Regions from separate parts of the Sus scrofa genome. Here region 1 is linked to region 2. The links are chromatin contacts, called in public Hi-C maps. All regions are on one chromosome and are shown on one strand. The core of a region is the stretch at or near the end of the contact, and the rest is flanking DNA. Distances in the headings are between cores, read along the strand shown.

Region 1 (3,734 bases), core at 861-3,360, 200 kb after region 2:
TGTCGTTTGATTTATAATTGTATGTTTGCAAAAGCTGGTATACTCTGCTTAAGCTAGTTTTCTACAGAAAAGAATAAAAATGTATGTCATTAAAAAGCTATTTGTAATTCAGACTTTCCATTAGTCTTCCATATAGTATGCCTGATTTGTTTTTATTTAATACATTTACCTATTGACACCAGACACAGTTCTGGGCTTGAAGAATGCCAAGCAATGCCAAACAAAATGTGTCTGCTCTTTATGGCCTAAGTCTTTTTTTTTTTTAGGCCCGCACCAGCGGCTTATCTAAGTTCTCAGGCTAGGGACTGAATCAGAGCTACAGGTGCTGGACTGTGCCACAGCCACGGCAACATCAGATGAGCCAAGTCTGCAACCTACACCACAGCTCACGGCCACGCCTGATCCTTAACCCGATGAGCAAGGCTAGGGATCGAGCCCACAATTTTCCTAGTCAGATTCGTTTACACTGTGCCACGAAGGGAACGCCGAAACCTTTTTTAAAAAGCAATAAAACATCCACGATTACTGTGTTTCCTTTTTATATTTTTGGTTAATACTATCTGTGTTCAGAGGTACTCAACCAGAATGAAAAGGAGAAAAACACCTCTAAAGAAAAGTATATATATTTTTGGTAATCTGAAAAAAACAAAACACTAGAAACAGGGTTGTTTTTCATCTGTTCTAATTCCCATTTGGCGAATACTACCCACACAGAGACACAATGAAGATTTACTCAGCAGTAATAAATACCTAAGCAGGCAGATGATGTGTGGACTTGTCATCTGATTTCTGGAAAATGGAATACAAACACAAAGGATTTTTTTAGCTGCATGTTTGACCTTGCCCTCCACAGTACCTGTCTTCAACAATGTCTACAGAGGTGTATTAGCTTCCCCTGAAACCTCCCCCACTCAATGTGGATTGCCTAATGAAATTGCCTCACATTATGAACTACAGGGGGAAGAAAGTTCTCTTTGGGCCATTTTTACTTACTGATCCTTTGGCGAAGTTAACCTGTTTCTCAACAAACTTCATCAATTAAGCCAGCCAACGCATCCTAAACTATGTCTAGATTAAATGTGTGCTTTTTCTCCTATTTTACAACAGGAAATAGTGAGCAGCTGGCAGTTTGTGATGTGCCTACTTAATTTTTTTTTAATTTCAAGTAAAAAGATTGTGAAGCAAAATACACACACACACACACACAAACAAAAAAAAGCAAAACAAAAACCCAAAACGAACAAAAAAAAATTGGCATAGTTAGCCACCAAAACCACAAGCTGTCACTGCCTTCACAAAGCTTTTGCAACTAAAGTCTCCTTTTTTTGCCCGCCCAATCGGTCACTGGAAAATTTGTACTTATTTGTACTGAGCTTTGGATCAGGGCTTTAAAAAAGTACATTTTCTTACTGAAGTCACGAGGACCTCTTAATTGGTGACAAAATCCAACTTAGTCTTGGCACACGCTTTATTATCTTCGCCAGATGGATCGCAGCTTCGCGAGGAGCCCTGCTGGCCCGAATGACTTCGCTGGCAGCCCAGTCGGAAGTTATTTTTTTCTCCGCTCGCCACTAGGCTGCACTAGATCAAGGATACTGTGGCAAATATGCATCATTTCATTAAAAAAAAAAAAAAGGTAGAATCATCACGTGACAAGAGCGGGTAAGAGAAAACAAAAGCCAAAACGATCGAGTTTTTCATTGAAATCCCTTTTAAATCGCTTTCCGTCAAAGGCCAAAGGAGCTGAACGGTATCAAATCCCGGTTAGCAGGTTTTTTCCCCCGTACCGCTTCACAAGCTCCCCAATTCTCCGCTTTCAGGTTCCTTTCCACTCCACTACGATAAGCCAGGGGCAAGGCCTCCTTAAGTTGAGGGTTTTTGCCAAAAAAGCCTGGGTCGCCCCCTGGGAAGGTCCCTATTTAGGGGTTTATCGGGAGGGGACTGAGCCTGACGAGGCTGCAGGGCCGCGAGGCCCCGCCCCCCCCGAGGTTCCCAGCACGCCCCGCGCGGGGAGGACTCGGCGGCGGGGGAGGGGCGGAGGAAGGGGCGGAGCCAGGGGTGAGAAGGGCGTCGGTTTTGCGACAGGGGCGGTGCGGTGCGGAAGCGGAAGTGGAGGGTGCGCTTGGCGGCGGCGGCGGGAGCTGCGGAGTCGGGAATCAAAACAAAGGGCTTGGGGGGGGCGGGGGGGAAGGCGGCGGGGCCGGAATGTGAGCGGAGGTGGAGCCGGCGGCTGAGGTGAGTTTGCTGGCAGCTCTGGGAGCTAGTTCCCGACGCTCCCATTGCTCTGGGGCCACCAGGCTGGAGAGGGGGAGAGTGTCCCCTCCTTCTCCTGCTTCTTGCGGGCGGGGGTGGGGGAGGCTAGCTAGTCCCGAGGGGAAGGACTGGTACCCACCGTTCAGGCCCCCGCTAAAGGTTCAGTTGTCTCCTTTTCAGGTTAGTTTACGACTGTCATTGCAGCGCTGCTGCTGCCCTTTGAGGGTGTTTGGCTACCTGCCCACACTTGTTTCTCTGCTCCCTACGGGGCCATCCAGGTGTGGAGAGCAAGCCTTCTAGAGGAGTGTGTACAGTGCAAGTTTAAGAGAGGAAGAAAAGGGCTGGGGTTTTTGTAACCTGCTCTAGCGTTTTGCATTCTCCTTGGTCTGTGAGCACTGCCTAGGGTGTAGCCTCTGGCTAGACCGAGAGTATTGAGTTGCCTTTTGGCCTGAGCCACTCCCACAAATTGTATTGCGACACTGTGATAGACCTTTTAGAGTTTTCCTGTTACTTTTCTGGTATTACCTAGAGCTTTCCGGTTACATCTTTTGGAATTTCCGACATCTCTGAACGGAAATATGTTTTGCATGCAAGTAAATTGAAACCTAAAGGATCTTCGTAGACATTTATTTAACTCTTCATTCAACAATAATTGATATATGCCAGACACAGAGAATACAGTAATGAATAAGAAAACATGGTCAGTGCTGTCTTGGAGTTTATATTTAAAATATTTAAATATTTTATATTTTTATATAACAAAAAAGCAAGCAAGGAAGATAATTTTAGGTAGAAGAGCTATGAAAGAGAACAATAAAAGAAACCAGGAATGGGATGGAGCCATGTGTGGTGTTGAGGACTAGATCAGGTGTTGAGAGAAGGCCACTGCTACTTTGACTGTCTCATTTAATACCAACAACAAACCTCTGAAGTTGTTACTACTATTATCAGGCCCATTTTACAGATGGTATTTGCGGTTCAGACATGCTGTGTGTTGTCCAAAGCTGTACAGAGAGGAAGCAGCAGAATTGGGATTATTAGGAGGATGAAGACAGTCTGACATCACAGTCTGTGCGCTCATCCACGTTCTGAATTGCTCAAAGACTCTGAGATATCATGGCAGAAGTGAGACTGCCACTCAAATGGAACAGAACTTGTCTTTGGCTATCTAAATGGCTTGATGTCATTTGAAGGAATATTTGGGAAAATTTCCAAGTGCAGGCTACTAACAAGCTAATATGTTTGTGCTTTCTGTTGCTTGTGAGTGACAGTGAAAGTACCTCCAGTGGTGCAAAGAGGTGGTTCTGTTCCATTTCTAATTGTGTGATGGTGGGCAAGTGACAAAATTTCATAAAACTTGTTTCCACCTCCATAAACATGGCTAATTTGTCCCTGTCTTTCTTATAGATTTGTGGTGGTGGTGGTGGAGGGGAATGAGGACATAAGTGAATCTCATTGTCTACTTGTTTTCATCATTGTAT
Region 2 (3,752 bases), core at 120-2,619:
GAACACACGTATATACCAGAAACAAACATTTCAAAACAATACTTCATTGCATTCCATTTCATTGAAAATATGTTCATTGGGATATACTAATAAATGGATTTCAAAATGTACTATTGGGTTAAGACTAGTAGTTTAAAGGGCACTGTTCTAGGTCACAAATGTTGGCCTTCCTGGCAGTACGACTGGAATCATAGAACCTCACACGCAGTTTGGAGTACATTATTTCCGTGTTCCTTTTTCATTTCCTTGGCGTACTAGAGCTTTTTTTTTTTTTTTTGCCATTTCTAGAGCCACTCCTGCGGCATGTGGAGGTTCCCAGGCTAGGGGTCAAGTCGGAGCTGTAGCCGCCAGCCTAAGCCAGAGCCATAGCAACGCAGGATCCCAGCTGCGTCTGCAACCTATAGCACAGCTCAGGGCAACGCCAGATCCTTAACCCACTGAGCAAGGCCAGGGACCAAACCCGCAACCTCATGGTTCCTAGTTGAACTTGTTAACCACTGAGTCACGACGGGAATTCCTTTTTTTCCTTTTTTTTTTTTTTTTCCTTTCTTCTTTTTTGGCTGCCCTGCAGCATTTGTCCGGCCAAAGCAGGAGCAGCAACCTACGCCACAGCTGCAGCAATTCAGGATCCTTAACCTACTGCCCACAGGGGCCTCCACAGAGACAGCTTGATCATTAACCCGCTGTGACCCAGTGGGAACGCCTAGAGCTTATTCATTCATCAATAATCTCCACAAATAGCTCTTGGACTCCCTATGTGCACTGCCCAGTATTAAGAGCCAGTGGAGGGAACATGCTTTGAAAAAACCTGGATTCAAATCTCACATCCACCCTTTGCTGATGATCTTGGTTAAGCCCCTTCAGTTTTCCAGAACTCAAAAGACTTTCCTCCTTTGTAAAATGTTGTGATAATAGAGAAACGAAAGAGCTAAAGCGTGTAAAGCACTCAGCACGGTGTCAGACTCATAGCTAGTTCTTAATACAGTGGTTCTCAAGGTATGATCCCCAAGACCAGCAGCATCAGCAGCATCTAGGAACCTGTTAGAAATGCAATTCTCAGAACCTCAACCCAGATTTACTGAGCCAGAAACTCCAGGGGTGGGCACGGCAATCTGTTTTAAGAACTCTTCCAGGTGATTCTGACGCAAGCTAAATTTGAGAACCCCAGGCTTAATACAGGTTAACTAGCAACGACAAGCACTTCGGGCGGCTCAGGTGCCTCTGTTCCGGCTTCCCCTCCCTCCTCCTTGATTGGTGGGGTCTCTCTGGACCGTCACCACCCACCCAACCACGGAGGGCATAAACGGAGAGGGGCGGGACTGGGAGCGGCCAGAGCAGCGCGCCTATTGGCTGCAGACCATGCCGCGGAGCCGGGCGGAGCTGCGCACGCGCACGGCCGAGGCGCGCCCCTGGCGGCCGTTGAAAAATGGCGACTGTCGCCGAGCTGAAGGCTGGTGAGTGCAAATAGGAGGCTTTCCGAGTGAGACGCGTCGGCCTTCAGCCTGTGAAAAGGATGGGACGAAAAGAGGGGGCGGAACACTAGAGTCAGCCCTTCCGGGGGTCGTTCTGTAGCATCGGGGCCTGCGTTGCGTCCGGCGGATGTGGTGGCCCGCTGGGCGAGGGCCCTGGAGGGATGTGGTGGCACAGGGGCAGTTTTTGAAGCGGCTTTGAGCTGGAGGAGAGCCAGGATCCACAGGTACCTGAGAGGCTTGCAGTCCTGCATCTGGGGGCTCTGGCGCATCCTTCTGGATCCTTTCAGGGGCGAGGCCTTGGGCCTGACCTTTCCCTCTCGGTTGATGATTACAAACCTAAACACAATCCTAAACCATTTTCGTGGTTATCTCCCTGAATCCTTACAACCCCCTGCGAGGTAGGTCCCGAGTTTCCATTGGGAAAAACTGGAAGTAGAATGATGCCTGGGCTGGCCATTGTCCAGTCTTTCTGGGAAAAGTTCCACAACTGTTGGTATGCTTAAGCTCCGAACGTTGGTGCACTGTTAATTTTGACATCGATATCCAGACAGGTAGTAATAATTATAGTTATTATGATGGAGCTTTCTGGGTCAGGCACTGCCCAACTTTAGTGAATTGATTCCGTGTAACAACCCTATGCCCATTTCAGAGATTAGGAGATGGAGGTGCTGAGAAGTGAAACAGCTCCTCCAGAGTAATTTAGCTAGAAAGCAGCAGAGAGTGAGAATCTAGAGATGCTGCCCCAGGTCTGCAGGCCTTAATTCCTGAATGCTGTTGCTGCCTGGCTAGTCAAACCAATTCCAGTCTTCAGGGAATCTAGACTCTCAATGAGTAATTGTTAGAGATTTGGCGTGGAGGGTATGATTTGAGAATATGATTCAGGAACTATTGAGAGTAATGTATATTTGCAGCCCTGAGCTGGTGAACCATCAATAAAAAGAAGTACCCCTATCCACAAGGATAGACTTCCCAGGAATTGGTGAACCCTCCCCCAGGAAACAAAGATCACCTCTAATAGTGCATGCAGCTTCCAAGGATTTAAGCCAGGTTAAGAACCTCTTCCTAAAGACCTTGTTATGGTACATGTGTCATAATAAACGTGATAACAGAGAAGGTCAGGGTAATTTGGAACCCCAAACCTCTCTGGGGACCAGGGATGTCCTGCATGGATGTAAGGAGCCCTTTATGGGTTTTTTTTCTGCATTCCAAGGTTCTGAATGTGTTTTTTGGTGGGTTTTATTTTCGTTTTTTAATCTTTTTAGGGCCAAACCTGCGGCATATGGAGGTTCCCAGGCTAGGGGTTGAATCGGAGCTGTAGCCACTGGCCTACACCACAGCCACAGCAATGCAGGATCTGAGCCATATCTGACCTACACCACAGCTCACCACAAGGCTAGATCCTTAACCCACTGAGCGAGGCCGGGGACTGAACCTATGTCCTAATGGATGCTAGTCAGATTTGTTTCCCCTGAGCCACAATGGGAACTTCTGGTGGGTTTTTTGTTTTTTAAGCTTTATTTATTTTTACTTTTTTTAAAAAATTATAGTCGATTTACAGTGTTGTGCCAGTTTCTGTTGTACAGCAATGAATGTGTTTAGCGTTCAAGAGAAACCCAGTGAAAATGTTTGCATTTTCATTTGTACCTTTTTAAAGCACTTTCACCTCACATTTTTCCACTTTCCTTGGTTCCTCCTCTCAGAGGTAGAGCCCATTATTGTGGAGAAGGCAACCGAGACAGGAGTTGGTGATCCACCACTGAGGTCGTGATGAGATCTGTTAGGTTTCCTAACTCCAGCTTCATTAATTCTTATTTCTCTCATGAGTTTGAGGCTGTGCTGTGTGTAAATACAGAGTAACTGGTAGGAGCAGAGACCGGGGGAAATGTTTCTCCATCGGATTTCCAAAGATGGAATTAGAGGACAAGGGTTCGGTTATGATCCCAACATAATAAAGCTGTTCCTTCCTTTTATAGGCCTGTTACAAAGTCTGATTGGTATAAATCTACTCAACATTCCTGCAAAAAAAAGGTCCAGGGGATGATCTAAATATAAAGAGCAAGAAAGGTTAAAGGCTAGTCTAGATTGTATCTCTTTAATCATATGACCCAAGTTTTTGTGGTTGTTTATCAAAACTTGAAAAAATTTTATGTCAGTGCCTATATGGGCTCCCTCTCATGAATTGTCATTGTTGTGGTGTACCTTTGGCACAATACAGCATGAAGCAATATTTTTTACACCAATTGTATATAGCACAGTATTGTAATGCCAGCAGGTAGCATT

What was found. A called contact is a pair of places that touch in the nucleus more often than the background predicts.
Region 1: a contact with region 2 is called in a Hi-C map of skeletal muscle, with 4 times the contacts expected there. The contact joins the promoter of MARF1 here to the promoter of FOPNL in region 2. A contact is called at or near these places in 1 of 47 Hi-C or Micro-C datasets (skeletal muscle) and 1 of 2 datasets of contacts at active chromatin or transcription factors (alveolar macrophages).

The regions. Positions count from the first base shown.
Region 1 is chr3:7,178,652-7,182,385 of Sscrofa11.1, forward strand. It overlaps MARF1 (meiosis arrest female protein 1), which reads left to right and starts at 2,111. Exons shown (of 29, transcript XM_021086172.1): 1 at 2,111-2,235. It overlaps LOC110259860 (a long non-coding RNA gene), which reads right to left and starts at 1,983. Exons shown (of 2, transcript XR_002342264.1): 1 at 1,411-1,983; 2 at 609-789.
Region 2 is chr3:6,975,826-6,979,577 of Sscrofa11.1, forward strand. FOPNL (lisH domain-containing protein FOPNL) reads left to right here and starts at 1,370. Exons shown (of 5, transcript XM_003361820.3): 1 at 1,370-1,454. The coding sequence starts at 1,427.